3 separate regions of the Mus musculus genome follow, and regions 1 and 2 are each linked to region 3. A link is a contact called in public ChIA-PET and Hi-C data. All regions are on one chromosome and are shown on one strand. The core of a region is the stretch at or near the end of the contact, and the rest is flanking DNA. Distances in the headings are between cores, read along the strand shown. Region 1 overlaps Dglucy (D-glutamate cyclase). Region 2 overlaps Foxn3 (forkhead box N3). Region 3 holds the start of Nrde2 (nrde-2 necessary for RNA interference, domain containing).

What was found. A called contact is a pair of places that touch in the nucleus more often than the background predicts. ChIA-PET counts read pairs in DNA pulled down with a chosen protein or histone mark.
Region 1: a contact with region 3 is called in an RNA polymerase II ChIA-PET map of memory CD8 T cells, with 9 read pairs. The contact joins the enhancer-like site here to the promoter of Nrde2 in region 3. A contact is called at or near these places in 2 of 39 promoter capture datasets (embryonic stem cells and hippocampal neurons) and 5 of 115 datasets of contacts at active chromatin or transcription factors (embryonic basal ganglia, embryonic forebrain, embryonic stem cells and 2 more).
Region 2: a contact with region 3 is called in a Hi-C map of B cells, with 12 read pairs. The contact joins the enhancer-like site here to the promoter of Nrde2 in region 3. A contact is called at or near these places in 4 of 39 promoter capture datasets (hippocampal neurons, liver, neutrophils and 1 more), 1 of 484 Hi-C or Micro-C datasets (B cells) and 1 of 115 datasets of contacts at active chromatin or transcription factors (microglia).

What each region holds. Positions count from the first base shown.
Region 1 is chr12:100,869,919-100,873,396 of GRCm38.p6, reverse strand. Dglucy (D-glutamate cyclase) reads right to left here. Exons shown (of 13, transcript NM_145448.5): 13 at 787-2,093. The coding sequence ends at 1,944. Among named protein-coding and RNA genes, the nearest start is that of Gm36572, 22 kb to the left of the region's middle. Within about 2 kb of position 1,971, at least 12 of the 459 cell types and tissues checked have an H3K27ac peak or open chromatin away from gene starts, as enhancers often do. A contact at or near this core is called in memory CD8 T cells, where this site is marked.
Region 2 is chr12:99,379,033-99,382,714 of GRCm38.p6, reverse strand. The region is part of intron 2 of Foxn3 (forkhead box N3); the gene reads left to right. Among named protein-coding and RNA genes, the nearest start is that of Gm51999, 11 kb to the left of the region's middle. Within about 2 kb of position 1,639, at least 49 of the 459 cell types and tissues checked have an H3K27ac peak or open chromatin away from gene starts, as enhancers often do. A contact at or near this core is called in B cells, where this site is marked.
Region 3 is chr12:100,157,229-100,160,979 of GRCm38.p6, reverse strand. It overlaps Nrde2 (nrde-2 necessary for RNA interference, domain containing), which reads left to right and starts at 1,327. Exons shown (of 14, transcript NM_001290303.1): 1 at 1,327-1,440. The coding sequence starts at 1,377.

The sequences.
Region 1 (3,478 bases), core at 722-3,221, 710 kb before region 3:
GAAGCAAGAGGTGACCTCAGAGGGATACCTTTCCTAGCTGAGCAACAGAATGTCAGTTGTGCCCAGGACATCCAGGGATAAGGAGCTGGCACCCTTGTACAGAGCATGCTACCTCAGTAAGCCAGGCCACCAGCTTGCCTATGAGTACCGACTGTATGTCATATGTACTATATCCTAGGATCTCTCTCCACAGCATCCTGAAAAGCCCACAGATTCCATTTGCCCAGCAATGGCTAGAACCAAGCTAGCTCTCACCCTGGGTAAACCACAGTTCCCCTGCAGGCCATCTCTTGTTCTTGTCACTGACTTCTGGAGGTGGTAGCCACCACAGACATGAACACAGACATTTCTCCTGAGAACAGACAAGGCTAGAACAAGGTTTGAGTGGGAATCACAATGTGAAGTGGAAAGTTTTAAAACCGGGTCCTGGAAGGCAGAGCACCAGCAGCCCCTGGGATGGATGCCCAGGAAGGGGTCCCCTCTACTCCTTTGTACCTTAGCCTCAGCGTAAGCTGAGAACCTGCCTTCAGAACCTGCCTTCTCTGAACTTAACGGGGTCTTAGCCTTTTTCTTAAATGGCTCAGCCATCTCCCCATACATTTCTTCCCACTGCAAGCATAACTTGTAACACTGTTACTCCTCAGCTTGTTCAATGCTGAAGTAGAATCCTGCTATTACTATGCCAAAAGCCAAATCTATGAATATCTCCTTTGAAACATGAATCATAAGATTGTTGGCAGCTTTTCCACGATGTCAATAGTATTGTAGTCATCTATTTTTTTTTTTAATTGTCAGGATATCCTCTTTATCAGAGTTCCTGGTGTGGAATTTGTACTGAACAAAAATGATAACTCAAAGAGACCTGGGCCGTGAGGCTTCCAAGCCAAGGTGTATTTGCTGAGTTGTGAGGTCTTGGGTGGAGGACTGGCCCCATTTTTAGTGTCTTCCACAGAACAAGCATGGACCCTGAAAGTGTGAACCCTGCAGGTGTGAATCCTGGCCAGAATAGCAAATAGCAGACACTGGAGGTTCATACTAAAGATTTTCTCTTTACACTTATATTTTATTGGAGTGTAAAATCCATACCATGTGTTCCTTTTTCACAATGAAGGCCCCTTAAAGAACCATACCAGACACACATGTGTAAAGACATGAAACAACATTTAGTAGGCTCAGATCCCACATGAAATGTCACCATGATGTCAGGAATAAATGTGCAATGGGGCCTGGTCAGTGGCTCAGTTTCTGGTTTTGTTGAGAAATTTAGGGTTGGAGGATGTGAAAGATCAGGGCGAGCTCATCTGCCTGAGCTCTGGAGAGGTCTGACTCACCTTTGGGCAATACTGGTAAATATGGCTTCCTTCCCCCTCAAAACGGGGAAAGAGTCAGGCTAGGTGTAGGAGTGAGCTGATGGAAAGTGTGTGTAAGAAATGTCAGGGGTGAATGGGGGTGAGGGACAGTGGGATGTCATGGCTGGAAGAACCCCATCAAACAGCAAATTATGACTGTATGGGGGAAAAAAGCATTTCAAAGATATAACTGTTTTGCTGGTGGTGGTGAGTATGAACCCCAGTGTTTCAGCTAACACTCCACGTGTGGGCTCTCTACCCTTTCTCGATTAGCCCAGGTCACAGTGATGCCTTGGTTGCCCTAGAACTCGCTCTGTAGACCAGGCTGGCCTTAAACTCAAAAATCCAGCTGCCTTTGCCTCCTGAGTGCTGGGATTAAAGGTGTACACCACCACTGCCCTTAGGCTCTGCTCTACAATTAACTGTTCCAGAATTCTCTCTTAACTGAGAGGCAGAAAGATTCCCAGAACAGAGCATAGGGTGGCCAGAAGAAGCCAGGATGAAGGGCAGGTAGAGCAATGCCCCTGGAACTCCTTCCTACCTAGACAAAGGCTGGCATCAGGCAGGGACTGTGCACACAAACAGCACAGCTGGTCACATGTGCACTGTGGTGGCACCCACCAGCTTCCGGATCATCTCAGCATGAACGTCATGGAAAGGCAGCCCATCCACTTCCATGCCCACGATGCCTGAGACACCACTGCGGACTTGGTTCTCTACCAGGATGCCCAACATCTTTTCTTCCTGGGAGGAAATACAGAGATGAGGAGGAGACAGACGACATGTGGGGAGAGGGAGGACAGAATGCGTAAATATCTGTAGAAAAGAAGCTTTGAGCTAGAGATCTCTGTTTCTCTCTGTCTCTTTCTTTCTTTCTTTCTTCCTTCCTTCCCTTCCTTCCTTCCTTCCTTCCTTCCTTCCTTCCTTCTTTCCTTCCTTCCTTCCTTCCTCTCTCTCTCTCTCTCTCTCTCTCTCTCTTTCTTTCTTTCTTTCTTTCTTTCTCCCTCCTCCTTTTTAAAACAGAGCCTCTGTAGCCCTAGTGGTCCTGGAACTTAATATTTAGACCAGGCTGGCCTCACACTCTTAGAGATCCACCTGCCTCTGCCTTTCAAGAGCTAGGCTTAAAGGCATATGGCACCACACCCAGGAATGTGTCTCTTTTTAACAAGTAAAATTTGAGATAAGGCATGGACTCACTGGAAAGCTCCTTATGAAAATCAAAATCGGGCTGGAGAGATGGCTCAGTGGGTAAGAGCACCCGACTGCTCTTCTGAAGGTCAGGAGTTCAAATCCCAGCAACCACATGGTGGCTCACAACCATCTGTAACAAGATCTGACTCCCTCTTCTGGAGTGTCTGAAGACAGCTACAGTGTACTTACATATAATAAATAAATAAATCTTAAAAAAAAAAAAAAGAAAATCAAAATCAAGAGCTGGATGTGATGGTTCACGCCTGTCATCTCAGTACTTGAGGGGCTGAGGCAGGAGGATTACAGTCAGTTTGAGGCCAGCCTGGGTTGTATAATGAGCTCCAAGACAGCCTGGCCTACAGAGTGGGAAGGTCTTAACTTCTCTCTATGTCTTGGAGATCCCATCTGTCATCTGGGGTCGTTGGTGACCCTGGTGAGGATATGGCTTTCAGAAGCTGTAGTGAGAATTAAATGAGACACTGGAGGTAGAGCATCCAGCATGGCCCTTGGCACACAGTAGGAAGCATGCTGGTTGTCAGTACAGTGGGGAAAGGCCAGAGCTTGCTCTCTGACTCACTTACTGGGTAAGGGGGAGGGGCTGGTCCCGTCTCAAACAAAAGCAAAGCGTTTAAACAGATCGGCTGTTTCTTCGGGCACTTACCTTCCCATGACCATATTTCATGCCCCAATAGAGACCTGTGTGGTCCTAACACATACCAGAGATGTAATCCTCCCACTGCCCCAGCCCCCAGCCAAGCCTGGGATGAGCTCCCATGCATCTGACTGTGGCAGGAGGCCCCTCCCCAGGTCCCGCTGTCAGCCTCTTGAGGGGCGGGCACTAGTTGGATTTCTATCGCTGTGATAAACACCATGACTAAAAACAGTGTGACAGAGGAAAAGGTTTGTTTCAGCTTATAACTCTTAGGTCACACACCATC
Region 2 (3,682 bases), core at 390-2,889, 780 kb after region 3:
CAAGTTGCTTTGGTCCTATTGTTTCCTCACAGCAATAGAAAACAAACTAAGTCAAGAGGGGGTGATAGTGTATAGTGTTCTAGTCCTTGGAGCAGATCAGAATGTCATGTCTCAGCCGGGCGTGGTGGCGCACGCCTTTAATCCCAGCACTCGGGAGGCAGAGGCAGGTGGATTTCTGAGTTAGAGGCCAGCCTAGTCTACAAAGTAAGCCAGGGCTACACAGAGAAACCCTGTCTCGGAAAAAAAAAACCAAAAAAACAAAAAAGACACCCCCACCCCCACTCCCGAATGTCATGTCTCCACCCAGGGCCATAGTATTTCATTCTTTTGGTCAGGAGGCCTAAGACAGGACAGTTTCAGTGTTTTCCTTTCTGGATGTTACCAGGGCAATAGGAGGTGAGGTCCAAGCAGAATGTAAAGGAGGGATCTCTGTTCATTTGCTTCCAAGGCTACTAACCCCTTTCTAGCTATCTAACGGGAATCTTTTCATTTTTTCCCTTCTATTAAAAAGTATCATTATTTTATATGTCTAGTGTTTTGCCTGCATGCGTGTCTGTGTACCACGTGCTTGTCTGCTGCTGGTCGGAAGATGGTTCGGGACCTCTTGGAACTTGAGTTACAGACAGTGTTGCGCCACCATGTGGGTGCTGGGAATCAAACCTGGGTCTTCTGGAAGCACAGCCAGTGCTCTTACCTGCTGAGCCATGGATCCTGCCGTCTGGTGGAATTGTCAAGTTAGCATCCTCGGTGGTCCTCCCGAAATCACTGTGCTCCCTTTAGCTGTGCTCCAGGCTGATCCTGTCCATCTGTTCCTTCCAGATAGGCTCTTTCTTGGTCTGCCTGCATGAGAGAGAGATGTTTCTTGTCCTCTTAAATAAGCTAGTTATTGTTTGCTTACTTGCCCAGTCACTCATTCATTCATTTATTCATTCAGCAAACTTGATAAAGCCCCCAGCTTTCCATTTTGAAGTCTACAACTAAATATAGAAAGATAAAAAAGCAATTGTATTGTTATTACAGCGAAGCTGCTGTATACCTTTTTTGTACGTTGTTAGCCTCAGTAAAATAATTTAACCACTGGGGGTTGTAGTTCGGAGGTAGAGCACTTGACGACCATGCTTAAAGCTCTAGGTTTCGTCTGAATCCCGAGCTCCATCCACTGTTTGGCTGTGGGTGTCTGTATCTGTCTGAGTCAGCTGCTGGGTGGAGCCTCTCAGAGGACAACATGCTCCTGTCTGCAAGCATAACAGGGTATCGTTAATGATGGGTCTCAAGTTGGGCTGGTTATTGGTTTCCCATGCCTGTATTACTTGTCGACAGGATAAATTTTGGGTTGAAAGTTTTGTGGGTGGGTTGATGCCTTTATTGCTCCACGGGGGTTAAAGGATTGTGGGTCCCAAAGGGGAGAGGAACTCCACAGGAAGATCAACAGAGTCAACTCACCTGGGCCCTTGGGGGCTGTCAGTGTCTGAACCACCAACCAGAGAGCCTAACAGGCTGGGCCTAGGCCTTTCCGCTCATGTGCAGCAGATGTGTGACTTGTTCTAAATGTGGATTCTGAACTGCTGGAGAGGGGCTGCCCCAAAAGCCCTGCACATGGGTTCTTCTAGCTGGGCTGCCTTGTCTGACCTCAGTGGGAGAGGAAGTGCCTAACCTCACAGAGACTTGAAGTGCGAGGGTTGGGGGATACCCAGGGGAATACCCAGGGGACCCCCACCCTCCCAGAGGAGAAGAGAAGGGGAGGGGGAGGGGGAGGGAGGAGGATTGTGGGAGGGAGCTGACCAGGAGTTTAAAAAAAAAAAGCCCTCGGTTCAATCCCTAGTGGGTGGGACTTTAAAAACCACGATTCAGAAGGAAGCTCTAGGATGGTTTCCTTATAGTTTGAGAGAAAAAGAACAGGGCAGCTGGGCAGTGGTGGCGCACGCCTTTAATCCCAGCACTTGGGAGGCAGAGGCAGGCGGATTTCTGAGTTCAAGGCCAGCCTGGTCTACAGAGTTAGTTCCAGGACAGCCAGGACTACACAGAGAAACCCTGTCTTGAAAAACCAAAAAAAAAAAAAAAAAAAAAAAAAAAAAGAACAGGGCAGGCGAGTCGTGCTTCCTGCTGGCTGCTGTGAGACGGAAGATGGAGGAGAGGGAAAGCAGGAGCCATGCGTTTTGAGTTGGGGTCCAAGAGAGTAGGAGGGTCAGCAGTGGACGTTGGCAGGTGGCTTACAAGGGGGAAGAGGGGCTTCAACAGAGAAAGGAGGACAATATCCAGACTGTCAGGGCAAGGCACATTTCCAAAGAAGGGACAGAAAGAGCCGCTCTTTCAATTAGAACTCAGAAGAGCAGTCAGACTTGGTAATGATGGTAGTGCTGGCGACTACTCTGGGGGAGGGGCTTCTGGGGCACAAGTACATTATCTCATTAGGGGAGTAATTATTCTTCCCAGCTCCATAGCATGTCTTCCGGTGAATCAGCTTTCCCGAGGGGTGGTCTCCTGTACAGGTGATTGACAGGCCCAGTTGGATTACCTCTTAAAGGAGTTGATAGAGTATGTAGTGGTTGGGACAGCGTAGAATGTCTTGTTTCCATCCAGGCAGAGATGCAAAGCTCCCATTCTGTCCTTTGGACCTGGAGGAAGTGAGTAGCTTTGCCTTAATGAGCCTCAGCAAAACCTCCGAGCCTCTACCTTTTCCTATAGTATATAGTAGATCCCGAAAGGTCGGGGGCAAAGTTGATGCCTCCCGTTCTATGCTGGGTATGGGAATAGGGAAGTAGATGCCAGAGCCCATTTTAAGTGTCTGTCCCCAAAGGCCTCCAAGCCTGCTAATGCCTGTCTAGCTACCTAACACGGTGTGAGAGCTGCTTACAGGCTTCCCTGTCCTATGGACTCTACCTACAGAACCTCTTAGCTAGTGAAACTCCAGAAAGCCCTTTGTTGATTATTTTAATTATCTGTGTCCTGTCTCTCTCTCCTCATTGCTTTTCTGACTCTTCAAGGGTCTGGCATTGACTTCCTAGGAAGATTCTGATGTTCCTCGTGGGGGTCTCACAATGCCCCTGGGAAACGTTTTTCTTCTCTCCATCAGCATCCCCCGCACTCCCAACTGTGAAGAGCCAAGCCTCTCTCAGTGCAAAAGCCTCTTCCTCAGCACACTACCAACAGATTGCTTTCAGACCTTGTCAAGCTGCAGAGGGTTTCTTTCCATTTCAGCTGCAGGCTAGCTCTCAGCAGTGAATAATGGGAGGCTAGCACACCTGAAAAGGCCAGGGTTTGCTTCTTTCGGAAGAAGTACTGATGTTAATCCATATCCTTGTTAGGCTTCCTGTGGTGCTGGGGATGGAGCCCACGGGCCTTGTCCTGCAGTACTCGTCATGCCCACCCTTATGGTTTGCTCTGCCATATAAGTCCTGCCCATCTAAATGCTTTTGATGCTGGCAAGATGGTGGGAAGGTGTAGCCTTCATGGAAAATTCCACTGCCTTCCCAATACACCGCTTTTTATACTTGAAACAGAAACTTTTGAAATCTATTTAAGGTTGGCCAGGCACAGGTGGGGCACCCCGGAGGTGCAGGCTGGAAGGGGGTGTAGGGGGAGAACAGCCTCTGGTACCTGTGAGTGAGCCTAGGCACACAGCCTAGGCTAGTGAGACCCTGGCTTGAAACAAAACAAAACTAAACAGAGCCCCAGAAGGGAA
Region 3 (3,751 bases), core at 78-2,577:
ACAGGATTTCTCAGTGTAGCCCTGGCTGTCCTGAAACTTGCTTTGTTGATCAGACTGGCCTCAAACTCACAGAGTGAGTGCCAGTGCCTCTGACTCCAGAGTGCTGAGATTAAAGGTGAGCATCATCGTGCCCTGATGCAGATATTGATTTAATCAACTGAGATAACTTCCTGTCAGGTTTGGCGGAACTTGAGATTTACAGTTGAAGACAAGTGGATTCTACTGGCCTCCTTTTTCCAAGTACTTTTAGGGACCTGAAAACTTGGACATTTATTTTGGACACACACAGTTTACATGGTACACACAGTTTACATGGTACACGGAGCTGCTTGGATAGGTTTCCATCCATTCCTTTGTTTAGATGATTAGTCACATCTCTGGGTTTAGCTTTTTTTTTTTTCTAAACTTTATTTTATTGTGGTGCCCTGTGCACTTGGAGGTCAGAAGACAACTTTGTGGAGCCTGGATGAAACTCAGGTATCCATGCTTGCTTGGTAGTACCTTTATTATTTAAGCCATTTCATTGGCTCCTGCACCCAACCTTTTTTTTTTTTTTGGTAGGGGAATCTCAAAAATACTTTATAGGTAAGTATATGCATTTATTGTCAAAGACCTTTATCTTATTGGGACTTTGTACTCTTCTGTATTCCTAGGGTATTTAAAATGACAACTTATATTTGGATCACTTACATTTTGCCGTGGAACTTGTCACATCTCACATAGAAGCTAATTTTTCATTTCTTTTCTTTCTTTTTATTGGCTTTTTTTGAGACATCGTCTCTATACAGTTCTGACTCTCATGGAAATTACTATGTAGACCAGCTGGTGTCGAACTCACAGAGATCCACTTGCCTCTACCACTGAGTGTTGGGACTTAAAAGGGGTTTGCCCCCACACCCAGTTTAAAGCCACCTTTTAAATGCTTCTTATGGGTGAAACAATTGCAATTTGTACATGTATATGTGTACGTATACATACACTCACACACACAATCTTGCAGAGGAGGAAAATGAATCTTACAGAATTTGATTACTTTGATCCAGTTTAAAGGAGGCAATGTGCTTTTACCAGAGGAGCTGAATTCCAGTTTCCACACCTTCCCCCCTCCCAACTTCCTCTTCCGGTTCCTGCTTGTCCATTGTTCAGTGAAGCCGGAGGGCACTAACTACAAGGAAACTGTTCTTCCTCAATCTCACCCTCTTCCCTCCTCCCCTCTCTACCCTTTGGGTCTCCGCACCGCCTTGCCCAGGAGTTAAGCCTTAAAGAGTGCAGGAAGAACTACATTTCCCAGAGTGCCTCGCGAGTCACCGTCCTCCAACCAGAGCTCTCCAGACGGCGCCATTTCTGAGGCAGGAGTGGTAGTGCGGCCTGTGATCATGGCGCTGTTCCCGGCTTTTGCGGACGTAAGTGAGGCCTCCGGTGATGGGGCATTCAGGAAAGGTAAGCACCCCAAAAGAGTCGAAAAAGACATCCATTAAATTAATGGCAGATTTTCGGGCCTGGGTCATGGCCTTTTTTCTTTGCTTTGTTTATCCACCTGTATCCCAGAGTTCTCCGCGGCGCTGCAAAGCCTTCTGGGTCTTGTCTGAAGTGTAGGGCCAGAGGCTCTTTCAGGCGCTACGGTGGTCAAGTAAGCGGAGGGGAAACTAAGCCTACGATGATGTCTGGCGCTAACATTACCGTATTTTTGGACTTCATTCTCCTAGAAGCTGCAATGATACAACTCCATTGCAAAAGAAACCCTCTTAAAATACTTGCAATTGTGGTTGGCGTAATTCTGATTTTTCCTTACTAAATTGTAACCGTCAACAAATTCCGAGACTGTCTATTCATTGTAGCACACTTATTAGAAACACAGGCCCAAAATATAGACGTATTCAATAAGTGTGTCAGGATTGATAATGCAACCTGTTGCATGAACGAAACTAAGTAACAACAGCAACAAATCAGTATAAGGTAGTATGCTACAAATGTCATAGATGAGCCACAGTCAACCATAAAAATGAAACGTTCAGAATTTTGGAATGGTCTTCAAGAGGATATGATTTGTATAGATAAGAATTCAGGGACCTTCAAGGGGCTGTGGAAGAGAAGCATGGGATTAGAGAACTGGGTGCGTATTTTAAATGCTAAGACAAGTGTCAGCTATAATGAAGTTAACCATGGCAGGTAAATGCAGAAAATACATCTAATACTGAAAGTGTACGGTCAAGTTGAAGGGCTGGCAGTGGTGGCATACACCATTAATTTCAGCACTTGGGAGGCAGAGGCAGGTGGATCTCTGAATTCAAGCTCAGCTTGATCTACGTAGTGAATTCTTGGACAGCCTGGGCCACAACATAGAGAGACCCTAATCTCAAAAAAGACCAAACCAAAACAAAATATAGTTAAGAAAATTAACTATATATTATTTAACTATGAGTTACTGTTCAGCTTTCTTTACGGTTGGTTTGCTTATAGGGATCCAAAAGAAGTCAGAATTCTCTCTCTCTCTCCTTTCTCTCTCTTCTTTCTCTCTGTCTTCCTTTTCTCTCTGTCTTCTCTCTCTCTCTCTCTCTGAGAGAGGGGGTGTACTGGCTGGTTTTGTGTGTCAACTTGACACAAGCTGGAGTTATCACAGAGAATGGAGCCTCCCTTGAGGAAAGGCCTCCATGAGATCCAGCTGTAAGGCATTTTCTCAGTTAGTGATCAAGGGTGGGAGGATCCATTGTGGGTGGTGCCATCCCTGGGCTGGTAGTCTTGAGTTCTATAAGAGAGCAAGCTGAGCAAGCCAGTAAGAAACATCCCTCCATGGCCTCTGCATCAGCTCCTGCTTCCTGACCTGCTTGAGTTCCAGTCCTGACTTCCTTGGTGATGAACAGCAGTGTGGAAGTGTAAGCTGAATAAACCCTTTCCTTCCCAGCTTGCTTCTCGGTCATGTCTGTGCAGGACTAGAGACCCTGACTAAGACAGAGAGTTGGCCAGAAACCCACAGAGATCTGCCTTCCTAGTGTTGGGATTAAAGGCAAGTGCTCCCATGTCCAGGCACACTGCATTTTCTGCATGTACCCGTAGGTCCCCTTGAGTATGAAACAGTTTCTCTGCTCTTGTATTTTCTCAGGTGATATATTTGTTGAGGAAGCTGGTTATCCATCCTGAAGATGTTTCCCGCTAAATCTTCCTGTAACTTGCTCCTTTATTTATCCATCCCATTATTTCCTGGGAACTGATAATTAGATTTAAAGAGCCGATAAGATCTAGCTATATACTTTTTGTTGTTGAGGGTAGCTTGTTTGGAGTGCTGCACAAATATTAAGTCCTATCAGGAGGGTCCAATCTTTGATTTCAGTGATATTAAGGGGGTCCGTGTTGGGCATCAGATCCCCTGGGATTAGAGTTAAGATGGTTGTGAGCCTCCATGTAGATGCTGGAAATCAAACCTTGGTCCTTTGAAGAACAACCAGTGTGCTTAATCACTGACCCGTCTTTCCAACCATGCCATTACACCTTCATCTGATAATTTTGCAGTGATGTTTTTTATATTCTTGTGACAGGGTCTCACTGGGACCCAGATTAGCCTCCAGTGTGTAATCACCTTGAATGAGCAAAAGAGACTCAAAGAGTTTCTTCTGACTCTAGAACTTGCATTATAATTTTTTATGACAGGGTTGGGAATCTTGTGATTTAAACATCTTCGCAGTTCCTGGGCTGCTTCATGGGGTAGATCAACTCCCAGGAAAACGTCGACACCTTGAATGCCATTCTTACCTGT